Regions from separate parts of the Gossypium hirsutum genome. Here region 1 is linked to region 2. The links are chromatin contacts, called in public Hi-C maps. All regions are on one chromosome and are shown on one strand. Each heading gives the region's core, a stretch centred on a gene start, on an enhancer-like site or on the middle of the called end of the contact. The rest is flanking DNA. Distances are from core to core; before and after follow the strand shown. Region 1 holds the start of LOC121231825 (calmodulin-like protein 3). Region 2 holds the start of LOC107955367 (auxilin-related protein 2).

Evidence for each region. Hi-C and Micro-C count contacts between places; a contact is called where the count stands out from the background.
Region 1: a contact with region 2 is called in a Hi-C map of leaf, with 6 times the contacts expected there. The contact joins the promoter of LOC121231825 here to the promoter of LOC107955367 in region 2. A contact is called at or near these places in 3 of 34 Hi-C or Micro-C datasets (all in leaf).

Annotation. Positions count from the first base shown.
Region 1 is chrA07:92,949,974-92,956,353 of Gossypium_hirsutum_v2.1, forward strand. LOC121231825 (calmodulin-like protein 3) reads right to left here and starts at 3,682. Exons shown (of 1, transcript XM_041116640.1): 1 at 2,500-3,682. The coding sequence starts at 3,104. The coding sequence ends at 2,646. It overlaps LOC107954976 (protein FAR1-RELATED SEQUENCE 5), which reads left to right. Exons shown (of 3, transcript XM_016890669.2): 2 at 533-955; 3 at 2,082-2,577. The coding sequence ends at 2,303.
Region 2 is chrA07:92,580,097-92,586,496 of Gossypium_hirsutum_v2.1, forward strand. It overlaps LOC107955367 (auxilin-related protein 2), which reads right to left and starts at 2,952. Exons shown (of 8, transcript XM_016891136.2): 1 at 1,974-2,952; 2 at 1-530. The coding sequence starts at 2,539.

The sequences.
Region 1 (6,380 bases), core at 2,432-4,931, 370 kb after region 2:
GGCATTCCAAATAACGGTATTGTTGTCATCATCCTATACTTTTAATTTGACACTTTCATCTAAGGAATTGGGTTTTAAGCATCCTCCTTAGCTTAATTAGTTTATTTCCTTTTCTTAGTCATAGCTGAAACCAAAACAGTAGGATCTTGAGCATTTCCTTGTTTCTTTCTTTAATGTCCATCGGTAAGTTATATCTTTTGTATGTTTGTGTAAATTATCACTTTCACTTGATTCTAGAATTATCTTGTTGAGTCCTTTACATCTTTGAATTTGAACCCATTCCTACTAGTGGTCACTGAATTAACGTGCATATCTTGTGGTTCATCTGACCACTTGAAAAGTTTTGAGAACTGTTTCTGACGTGTCATATGATTTGTTGCTAGCAAATTATTATAAAAATTATGATTTGCATAGCATGAAAAGGCACCATACTATTATTTTCCTTTTTAAATTATATAAACTTGTCATTTTGCTTGATGTTAAAAACGAGGTTAGAAGGTCTGATTCTTTTCTTTTCCTTTTTTGGTAATAGTGGGATTTGGACAAAGAAGGTGGGAAAGCAGACAGCTCAGTTGAAGAAAAAACAGCTGAACCAGAAGGAAGCGAAATCCTAGAACCGTATGTGGGTATGGAATTTGAATCTGAAGATGATGCTAAGAAATTCTACATAGAGTATGCCAGACGGATAGGATTTGTGGTGCGAATTATGCAGCGTCGTCGTTCGGGGATTGATGGAAGAACACTTGCTCGTCGTCTAGGATGCAACAAACAGGGTTTCTCTCCTAATCATAAGGGCACACTAGGACAAGAGAAAAAGCCACGTCCTAGTTCACGAGAAGGTTGCAAGGCAACTATTTTGGTTAAGATGGAAAAGACAGGAAAATGGGTTGTTACAAGATTTGAAAAGGAGCATAATCATCCCCTTATGATCACAACCAATGGATTCAATACCACGGTGAGGTTCTATAAAGTTCTATATAAGAAAAATACTTCTAATTGTTTTATATTATATATTATATTAGTCTCTCATTCCCAATAAACTTGTCGCGTTTTGACTCTTAGTCATCAATTTTTAGAACTTTGATAAAAAAATATAGTTAAAAAACTTTTTAGTGATTTTTAAATATCGTTAATTAAAATATTAAAAATAATAAGTCAATGTTAAAAAAAGTTTGACCACCCAAAAAAGTCAATTATGACAACTTAATTTGGACTAAGATAAAAGGAGTATATATATATATATCAAATAGAGTTTAAATGTCTTGAACTTTGTTTTTGAATCTTATACTTGAGATCATTGACTCTTCCTTTATTTTTGTTGTTTTTACTTTCTTTGCGCATTAAGTAGAATGTTCCTATTTCTGGTTTTCATGTTTTTGGCTTGGTGCTAATTGTTTGGCATGGACAATTTCAGCTTTATTATATAGAGGGCAGATATTTTTAGATAATTTAAAATTATAGAATATGCTGTGGGGTGGGTGAAATTTTCCCTCATTGAGATTAATGGCTGTGATTGAATTTTTTCGGTGACCAATTATTTTCTAGAATTGAACATAATTCCTGCGTAAAGCTTGTTTTATAATATATGAAGTATCAATGCTGCGGACCCCATTGGTTAAAGCTGGGGATAGATGATAATTTTGGTGTTACAACTTCTGCTTTTGTTCCTTTGAATTGGTCATCACTGAAAATGCCCCTGGAAGCTTTCTAATTTATAGATGTGTATAAATGAAAATAAATTCTCCTATGTATTGGACTAGGATATTTGATGTCATGCAATACGCTGCTTCTTGTTGAACTAGCTTCAGGAAGAGTATAAGTGCGCTGAGTGTATCATTAACACGCTTTCTGCAGAGTCACATTATAAGCTTTCTTTGGGAACTTAGGTGTTCTTCTCTGATAAGGTGAAGGATGATTCTTTGATTGTAAGAGTAGGGACCTTTTCTTTTCTTCTCTTGTTAGCCGAATGTAATTATTTGCTTGTGGTTGTTAAATATCTATATACTTGCATAACAGTATAACATTCCTCCGTTATTCACTGCTGCTGCTGGCAATGATTGGCTTTTTTTTTGAGTTTTTAGGGTGATAAGGACAAGAAAATTGAAGAACTCACGATGGAGTTAGCGCATCAAGAGCAATTATGTTCAGCTTATCGAGAAAAGTTGTTTGCGTTCATTAACAACGTTGAGAAGCAAACAGAAGAACTATCTTCAAAGATTGAAGTTATAGTAGACAATGTTAGGAAACTCGAAGCTCAAAGGCAGAGATTTACGCACCGTAGCGCAGGTAGCCTTGGTATTTAACTTGACCAATTAATGCTATGATTAGATTTGTATATTTGGTTTCTTGGAAGCTTTTAATCATGTACAAAATTCTTTAGGATCATTTTGTTTTAGTCAAGATGCTTAACATTTGACATTGTGCAATCAAACTAAAAAGCATCTTGTTAGATGAAATTGGAGCTTCATGATTCTCTTGTGGATTGATTTTGCTAGTAAAAAGGTGGAAAATAGAAATAGTTTTGTAATTTTGAACAATTTAGTTGTATGATTAGAAATTAGATACATTAATGTCAAACCAACATCTCTTAATATTTTCTATGCGTACATATATGCACACAGACATATATATATGTATTTTGACTATTAACTTGAACTTAAGGCAGCAAAGCTACCACCTTTCATCATCTGCTGGAACTCCTCGAAATTAACCCTACCATCTCCATCTGCATCTACTTTTGTTATCATATTCTTGCAATCCTCAATAGTTCTTCCCTGCTTCAACCCTAATGATGATAGAACCGACCTCAACTCCTCAAATGTGATGAATCCATCTCCGTTTTGATCGAAGACATTAAATGCTTCCATCATTTCTTCTTCTTCGTTCCTCTCATTCACCATCATTTGATACAATTCACCAAATTCATCGATATCTACAGAACCATCTCCGTTCACATCAATGTTATCAATGATTTGGTTTATTTCTTTATCGGAAAGAAAAATACTGAACTCCTCGAGTGAATCGCTAAGCTCTTTCTTTGTGATCTTGCCATCTCCATTCTTATCAAACATTTGGAACACCTTGCGAAGCTCAACTAGATCCATTTCTTTTATCAAACAAAACTAAACCCAAACCAAAATACACCACCTTAGAGCAAAAATGATAAGAGAGATGAAAATTGGACTATTGAGAGAGATGGGAAAGGTAATTAACAAGGAAAATCAATGGAGAATTAGTGTTGATTGTTGTTTACAATTGTGAAGAAAGAAGAGAGGGATGTAAAGGATGCACACTAAAACAAGCCTAACGAAATCAGTTGTTAATAAATAACAAGGTGAGAGGTTTTCCTTTTGTGGATGTGAAAAGCTTTTTAAGTTTAAAAAAAAAAGTGATAGAATTGGGCTAAAATTAGGCATCTGTTCGGTCATTTTAGATTAGTTCAAGAATTGGACCGTTAATAAATGGAGGCAAAAATGCTGAACACTTGGAGACTTGCCATGATGTCATTGCCAACCAAGGTAACATTGAATGGATTGAGGTTCTACTTACACATAATGTTTTCAATCACCTTACATAAAATCTATATACTTCATTGAGTTATATTAATAATCTTTTTATTTAAAAATAATGGTAAAAATATAGATTTAAACCCACACCAATTAGGTTGATAAAATCTTAAAACTTACCATTTAACCAAAATTTCATTTTAATATATTTTATAAATTTTTATTTTAATATACATAATTTACTATCACCATTAATTGTATATATTAATAATATTATTTATTAAGTTAATGTCACATATCAACTTGACACTAACTCACAATTAATGATAACATCACAATAAATAATTGTAATATATTTAGTACTGTTATTTTATTTTATTCACAAATTAATCTAAATATTATACATTAATTAATTTCAATATTTCTAGAATGAATTAAATATTTTATTCAAATCCGATTCAAATTAAATTGATTTTATTCTAGCTTTGTGTAATACATCCTTTTACCTTACTTTTTAACCTCTTTTTTTTTTACAATTAGTTTAATTTAAGAACAATCATATTTAAAATATCTATTACAACATTTTTTTCTTGAAAATAAAAATATTAATTAAAACTGAAAAGAGAATAATTAATATTAACAAAAATAAAAATAAAAATACATCATATTCATCCATCATTTTTTGCTAGTTCTATTTAATTTAGAGATCAGAAAGCGGAAAAAGAAAAAGAGCAGATTGTTAGCAATATGATTTCCAGTTCTCACCCATTTAATTTCACTAATTGAATTTGACCATAATCGGTTCTAAAGATGAGTTTAAATATGTAAATTAGTATAAAAACATAACAACAAAATTAGATACTTAAGTAGCAACACTGTAATGTAAACACACCACCCCAAGCACCCATCCAAATCCGCCCTAAATCCCATTCCTTCTAATGCTTTGGGTTTTCCATACATCATGTAAAGATCCATCTTTATATCACAATTCTTCTGCTGCTTCCTCCCATGCCTCTTCTCTTCTACCCAATGTTTTAATTTCAATTTGATTATTACCTTGTCTGGATATTTCCGGAGTAATGTTTACAATCCATATTGATAAGGAAAGAGCCCCAAATTACGGCACTTTGAACAACCCATCGCTATCCTTCCAACCCAAAATTTCTATGACCCGATCAGACGTAGCTAACAAACAATGATACTGCTAATCTAAAATAAAGATTCAAATCTAGAGTCTATTAGAAAAACAAGTTTTTATGGTGTATATCAACTAAATCGTGCTCATCAAGGGTACTTGATTCTCATAATTTACACGCTATTATGTTACAGGTTATGAACAATCACGCTTACCAGATCTCACTACTAGGCTTTTAGAAATGAAAACAGCTGTTCATGTTTAAATAACGCAAGGGAAAAAGAGAGAGAAATGTATTCCAACCATGTGCCCAATAAGATCAGTTAAAAAGGGATCAAATTGGGCGAGTAAGTCGGAAATCAAATGGAATTTGATGATATAGCAAACGAAGAAATTGCCTCAAAATAAATTCGTCTTTACGACGGTTTTGGGACAGAGTGCGTTTGCATTGATTTTTTTTCTCCATTTTTGAAAAAAATATAAAGGTGAATATACCAGTAGTAAAAGGGCCTGAAAAATCAGGGAAAATATATCAGATTCAGGCGAGTGATACTGGCTGAGAATTTAGATATCGCAAGAAATTTCAATTATTTGATTGAGTGGGTCGCCTCCATCTACACCCAATCAAGAAGCTGACTTGCTTTATCATTCCTTCAATATGAAAACACACGCACAAAACGGCAAAGGGAGGGACGCTACCGAGAACAGGATGAAAGATGAGGAGGTAGGATGCTATATATAAGGAATTGAAAATTAGGGCTAGGGTTCAAATTTTATTCATGAGGTTTTGGTGGTCGGAGTTTTCTTGAAATAACCAGAGGCCCAAATTTCCTAATTTAGTTTAGATTGAAAAGGCTGGCCCAAGTAAAATGGCCTTTTGCATTAATTTGGGCCACTACCAAATTTTGTTTGAATATATATTATTAATGTGTTTTTTCATTTGGCCCAAATTTCTTAATTTAGTCATCAATGTTTGCATTTTTCATTAATTTGGTTATTATTCTTTTTTTGAGTTAAATTTAATCTTTAAATTTTCTAAAAAGAGTCAAATCATTTTTTAATGAAAATGTTAACTAAAATATTAATTTTTAACGTTTGATAACTCCTATGACAGTCCATATATGCATCATACTAACATAACAGTATTTGTTTTAGATGTCACGTCAATAAATAATTCAAAATTTATAAAATACATCAAAATTAAAATTTAAAAAGCCGATTAAATCTTGACTTAATTGGTATGAAAATTGTTGCTAATACAATAGGACGTGAGTTTAAATGCGCTGAAACGCATTATCCTCCTATTTATGAGTTAAGAAGGAGATATAAGTAGTTCTAAACATTATGTCAAAAAGAGTAGATATGATCAAAACCTACGATGAGGTGGTTCAAAAAAATTTTAAAATATAAATTTTTAAAAAATTAGCATAAATTACAGTGTCATGCAAACTATCGTATTTAAAAAGTTAACATTTTAATTAATTTTCTCATTTAAAAAAACCTTGATTTTGACTCTTCTTTAAAGATTGAGGACCAAATTTAGCTTTAAAAAAAAGAATAAAAACAAAAATATAAACATTGACATTATAAGGTATGAAAATTTTGTTGGGCTAAAAAATATATTTACAGATTTATAAGTCATAGTTTTGAAGTAATATTTTTGAGCTATCAACGGTCTACCATTGGTCCCTCCATACTATTAATATAAATGATTAAATATACCATGAGAACATTAGCCA
Region 2 (6,400 bases), core at 1,702-4,201:
CCTGGGAACTAGTCTCATTAGAATCGACGTTCATGTATGGGGGAGGGCTAGTAGCTCGACCAACAGAGCTATGAAAATCAGTTGACAGACTGGGCAAGTCAAACATGGGTTGATGAGAGTCAAGAAAATTGTCCATAGAAGGCATCCTCTTCTTTCTATGGTTCTCATAATCCCTATGATTTTGCTCTTTAGTAACAGGAGCTTCTTGTCCGCTATCAGTGCTTAAAGGACTCCTATCCTTCCCTCTCTTATTGATCTCAGATGATCCGAGCGGTACAGATTTTCCAAGACCATCAAGAGGATCAATATCATCAAATACTCCCCCACTTCCAGATGAGCTCTCTACTCCAGACTTCCTAAATCCATTAAGTTTACTTGTTACTCCAGGGGGGTCAGCAAACAACCCTGTGGATAAATCTGCAGGGTCCGGTTTCGGTTCTAAGACAACAAAAGGGTTCTCCATCAAATTAGAGCCAGTCTTGCTTGAATTTGAGGCTAGTTTCTGAGACCGGTTAGACTCTGAAGTTGATCTGCCCATAGGATGGAGCACAATATCAGCTAATATTTTACAAGGTTTAGGCAAGTATTATAAACAAGAGATAAATAAGACTTCATAGAAAAGATATTGAACACAAAGAAAGATACAACGTCCCAAGCTTCAAACAAAGATTTTGGGTAGAAAAGTACCATAACATATTTAACCCTTTTATTGCCCTTTCTTCAAACTTAAGCTGACATAGTTTCCAATTAAGCATAATCACAATTGTAACAAAAGTAAGTTTTATTTCTTTGGTTTATTTACCTCTGCCATGTCCGGCAACAGCTCAAACACTGTGAATAATAGCCATTAAATGATTTCCAAATACATAAGAAAATCTCAAAAATTTCAGGCAGTACCTATTGTCCCATCTTAACTCCAACAACAATGGATAACCAACCGAATGATACCCTAGCAAATGAAATTGATTTAGGAACTTTGCCACCTTAATGAAAAATAGAAATGACAAGCATTCCTCAAACGTGATTAGGAGTAAGAAGGGTCAGAGATGTGCACAATGAGTGCTCAATGAGTCCAATTCTAATATATATGTGAAGTGTATCGTAATTAAAAACCCCAAAACAATCATAAGCTAGCCCTCCTGATCCTAAATGTAGATGTCTATAGCATTTGCTGCTCCAAATGAGAAGCTCCCTCAAATATGTAACTGCATCAAAGTGAATATCTTTCCTAGTGGGAAAAGAATTGAAAAACCAGTGAACAATGTTAGTTTCAAGTTCATTACAACATACTTCATTACAACATACAGACTTTTTTTTACCTCCATTAGATCAGCTCTCAGATCATATCATTGACAGTGTCAATAAACTCCAATAAATCACAGCTCTCTAGAGAAGATAGTAAACTGAAGCTTTAATTGCATTAAATATAGGAAGAAGCTATGCTATACAGTTGAGAAACCAAACAATAAAGAGCAACTAAATGAAAAATAATTCTAGAAACACCAAGTCAACTAAGTCAATTTTAGCAAGTAAATTACCATCTTTAGTCGTTTTCCAGAAAATCACACAAAAGTACCTTGCATGTATGGTTTTCCAGACAAACGATTGACATTAAATTATTTAAAACATACAAAACCAGTAAGCAAATAGCCTTGACTAAAGTCTTACAGCAAACAAGAGCTAATCTTAACTACAAAAATATGTAACTAAAAATGCTCATCTCAGTGAATGCATTGCCCCATTTTGCATGCTAATTGCCAAAACCACAGCCATGTCTCAGAACCTTACACTATATTGCACATATAAGCATTTATGCAAACATATCATAAATCGCCAGTACCCTTTAATATAAAAAGCCAGCACGAATACCTATAGTGAAGTGTCCGAACGATGCAAGTTCAACCAAACATAACATGGAAATAGTATAATATGCATTTATCCCAAAATCAAAGCCTTTACAAACCGGAAGATACCTTGCAGATGCTGCAGAGTTACTCTGACCGAAACCAGCGAGCAAATCATCAAATAAAGGTGCATCATTTTCTGCTTTCACTCTCTCGCTCTTGGACTTCATCTCGGTCTCTTTCCTCCCCAGATTCCCAAGCAGAGCATCCAGCGGCGAGCTACTCATCGATTTATGCTTTGGAGAAGACCCCGAGACCGCAAAAACGTCGTCGTATTTAGCGGCCGTGGAGGAGCTCTTGATCCCGGGCAATCCGTCGAAAAGATCGTCGTCATAAACAGGCTTGTCAAAAACCGGCGGCTTCGGGTCCTTGAAAAAGGAATCGTAATCGAACGACGGCGTTTGCGCGCTAGTGGCTCGAGACTCAGAAGAGTATTTAGGCTGTCCACGGTAGCCGTCGTCGTCGAAAATGGAATTGGATGACGATTTGGAGTTGCCGTATGAGGATCGGGTAAAATCGGATCCGAACCCGTAATTGGAACCCGAAGAAGGGTTTTTAGGAGGTGCCATCGGGGCCGACTTCCCTTGGGGCTTGACCCCAAAATCTTTGGCTAATAAACCTGGAAAATCATCCATTTCAATTCAGATTCTCGGATAGAACCGGCGGTTCTTACTACGTCGCCGATTTGCCCAATCCCTTTCGCCACTAAATTTCCGACAAGGCCTAGATCTGAGCAAACATAAAGGAAGAAAAACAAAGGGGAGCGAGTAATCTATTGCCAAATAATATTGAGCAAAAATATAGATAATAATAATATTTCTAATTTATTCTTTCAGATTTGAAAAAAAAAATGGGGACAATGAAAGGGAGGGAAGGAGACAAAAAATTGCGCTTTGGCTGTTTAGTTTATTTCCCCCTTTTTTTTTCTCTCCTTCTCAACGGCTTCCCACTCTCTTGTGTCTCCGCCCGATTTTCAGACCGGTTTTTATTTTGTATTTTTGAAAATTGTTTTAAAAAATAAAAAGATGGAAAATCTTATCATTGATTTGCTTTTTGAATTTTCACTTTGGTACTTCTTTTATCCGTAGAAACCTTGAAGATGTTAGTATTTATACAAAAATCTACAATATTTTTGAATATGTGTAATTTGCCCCATGAACATGAAATTTCCAAAATTAAAAAGTAATACTTGGTATAATTAGTTTACAAGTTCCATTTTTTTAATCACAAAATAAAATTTGAATTTTACTATTTAATTTAAAGATTAATTATTTATTTATACACATTAAATCAATGACTTTAAGTTTTGTTTATCTGTATTGGATAGTTTTATGGGCATGGCAGAGATAAATAAGACTATTATTATTCTTATTGTTCCAAAGGTATCGCATGTGTAATATTATATAAAATCTTCTCTAAAATGATTTTGAATAGATTTTAGACCAATTTTGCATCTTTGAATAGATAAGACATAAAGTGCTTTTTTACTCCAACATCTTATAACTAATAATCTTATTATGGATTATAAGATTATTCATATGATGAATACTGAACAACGTGATAAAAAAAATCACATTTTATTGAAATTGGATATGAGCAAAATTTATCATCGTGCGGAATGGAATTTCTTAATTATTGGTATTAAGTTTTCATGATAGATGGGCAGCACTTACTATGCTTTCTTTTCAAGTGTGGTCTTCGATAGAGTGACCCACTATTTTCGTGTTTATTTGTATAGAGGGGTTTTCAAGTTTACTACGTCAGACCATAGATCGAGGGAACTGTTATGGCATTTGGATTACTCGACAAGAGGATTTTCTTAGCCGTTCTTTTATGATGACAAACTCTTGCTCAGTTGCTTGGTGAAGCCATTGGCCATGAGGAGTTTTGTTTCAAACAAATGATTAATATTCGGGTCATTAAACTAATTATGAAAAGTCCAAGATCTTTTTTAGTGCTAATTTGTGTTGTGCTTTATGCTCTCAGATTGTTTGTGTTTAGGATTGTTACTGCTGTAGATATTGAAACTTATCTTAGTTTCCCTTCTTTCGTGGGACGTAATTGCACTCATGCTTTTGCTTACTTATGTGATAGAATCTCATCTCATAAACTACGTTGTTTATCCAGAAGTCGATGTGTTTATTAAATCTATTTAACAAGAAATGCCAATTTACTTAAGGAGTTATTTTAATTACCTATACTAGTTTTCTTCACTCTATTGATTCATTTATTACGCATTACTGGTGGACTAATGGTGCTATTAGTAAGGGATCATTGGCTTAATCGGGGTTGGTTTTGTAGGGGTTTTCATTTTCGTGATATGAAGCTTTTTAATCAATCTCTACTTCGTAAATAAGGGTAGCATCCTATTACAGAACCGAATTAATTAGTTGCTAGAAAGTTGTGTGCCAAGTATTATCCAAATAGAAATAGGGACTTTTTATCTTCTACTTTAGGAACACAATCATCATATTCGTGGTGCAGCATTAAGGGTGCATAGGATATTTTCTTATTTGGGATTGGTTGGCAAATTAAGAATGGAGCTACTGCTTATGTTTGGCGGGAGGCTTGTGTTAAGCTTAATATACATAAAAAGAGGGGTGAATTGATATTGGTTTAGCCTCAATTACTTACTTCCATTGTCTTATCTTTCCTTAATTAAGGATTTTTCCAATTCACTGATGGGTACATTTAAGGGCAAGGTATTACCTCTACAAATTTCTGTCTTTTAATTTGGTAAGATTAGCTCCACTATTCTCTTTAAAATTTTCTACCCAAAGCCTTAATTAAGCTCACACATGAAAGAAATGAACAACAAACTAAAGAAACCTCTCAAAGGTATATTTGCAATGTTTAAGCAGTCTCAAATAAAAATAAACACTTGAACAATGAACAACAACTAAACCCGACAAGTTTTATGAAAGAAATATGAGTGATCTTAATAAACTTGTTTCCTAATGGGTGTCGAATCCACTAAAAATGATATTCTTATGTCTAAAGAGTAAAAAAAGAGTAGTATAGGGAGTAGGATCGATCCCAAAAAGATTGGGATATCTAAAATTGTTGTTCGGTTCAACCAAGTTACGCATCTCAACAGTTGTCATGCTCACGATGTGTGACGGTTTGTGCAAAGTTAAAAAAAAGGTAAATTTAAATTTGATAAAAGTAAAAAATAATAGAGATAATTGAAATAAAAATAATAGTAAAAATAAGTAGAAATTAAATTAAATTGAATAAACTGATATGATGAAATTTTAGCCTCAAGCTCGATTTTTGCTCCGGTTTCGAACCGACCCTTGATAACAAATTTTCTCCTTCAACCAATAAGTTAGTTATAGTGGTTGAGGATGCTTCATGTAACAGCCCGTTTTCAATGGTATCGAAAGTAATGGTTTCGGGACCACAATTTCGACAAGTGAGTTAGTTATTTATTATTTATTTATTATTATTATAAAGTAGAATTAAAATTTGGTTAGAAAATTTTAACGTTTAAATAGTTAATTAAGTAAAAAGGACTAAATCGTAAAGGTTGCAAAATTTAATTGCTAATTGTTAAAGGAGTTAAATGGTTATAGAAAGTTGATTTGGTGAAGTTATGTGGTAATTAGACCACATAGTTAGCTAGTGGACGGTTAAAACCATTGTTTGTTTAATTATTAAAGGTTATTACAAGGGTAAAATAGTAAATAGGTAAATAAATTAATCATAAACAAAATAATAGGTGATCATCTTCTTCATTGACCCATCTACCACCGAAATCACCATTGAAATAAGCTTGGGAGAGTACGGTTCTTGTGCTAGCTTGCGTGTAAGTGATTTTGGTTGTCATTTTTAATGATTTTTATGTTTTATGATTATTTTAGCTTAATCTAACTAACCGAAGGCTAATTTGTAAAACTGTTAGATGTTTTAGATTACACCATTGATGATTTTGAAGTGTTTTTGAAGTTTGATGGTAAAATTATAAGCCTGATAGTTAAATAGGGTTATTTTGTAAAGTAGTTTTTAATGATTTTAACATCCAAAGGTTAAATTGTGGAAATAGTAAAATTGAATGAAAATTCTTGTGAAAATAAGGTAAACATAGGCTTTAGAGAGATCCTAGGAAATTCGGCTAGCATGGGTTGTAGTAAATGTGAGCAATTTGTAAGTTTCGGGTTTAGTGACTAAATTACATAAAGGGCAAAATGTTGGGGTAATTTTGTAAATTGTTAGTAAAAGGGTTTTTATGCATAAATTTGATTATTAAGTTGTTTGAATTGTTTAATTGAATGAAATTATTATTTAGATCAAGAAATGAGTCAATCAATTGTTAATCGCGGAAGAAAAAGGTCGTTGAGTAGGCATCTTTGAATTTCAGTAGCTATCGTATTTCAGTAAGTTCGTATTAGGTTATTATAATTTTCTTATTGATTTGAATTTAATTAATTATGTCTTTGTTTATATATTTATTTTATCATAAACATGACGGAAACGAGTGAGACCATAGTTGAAAT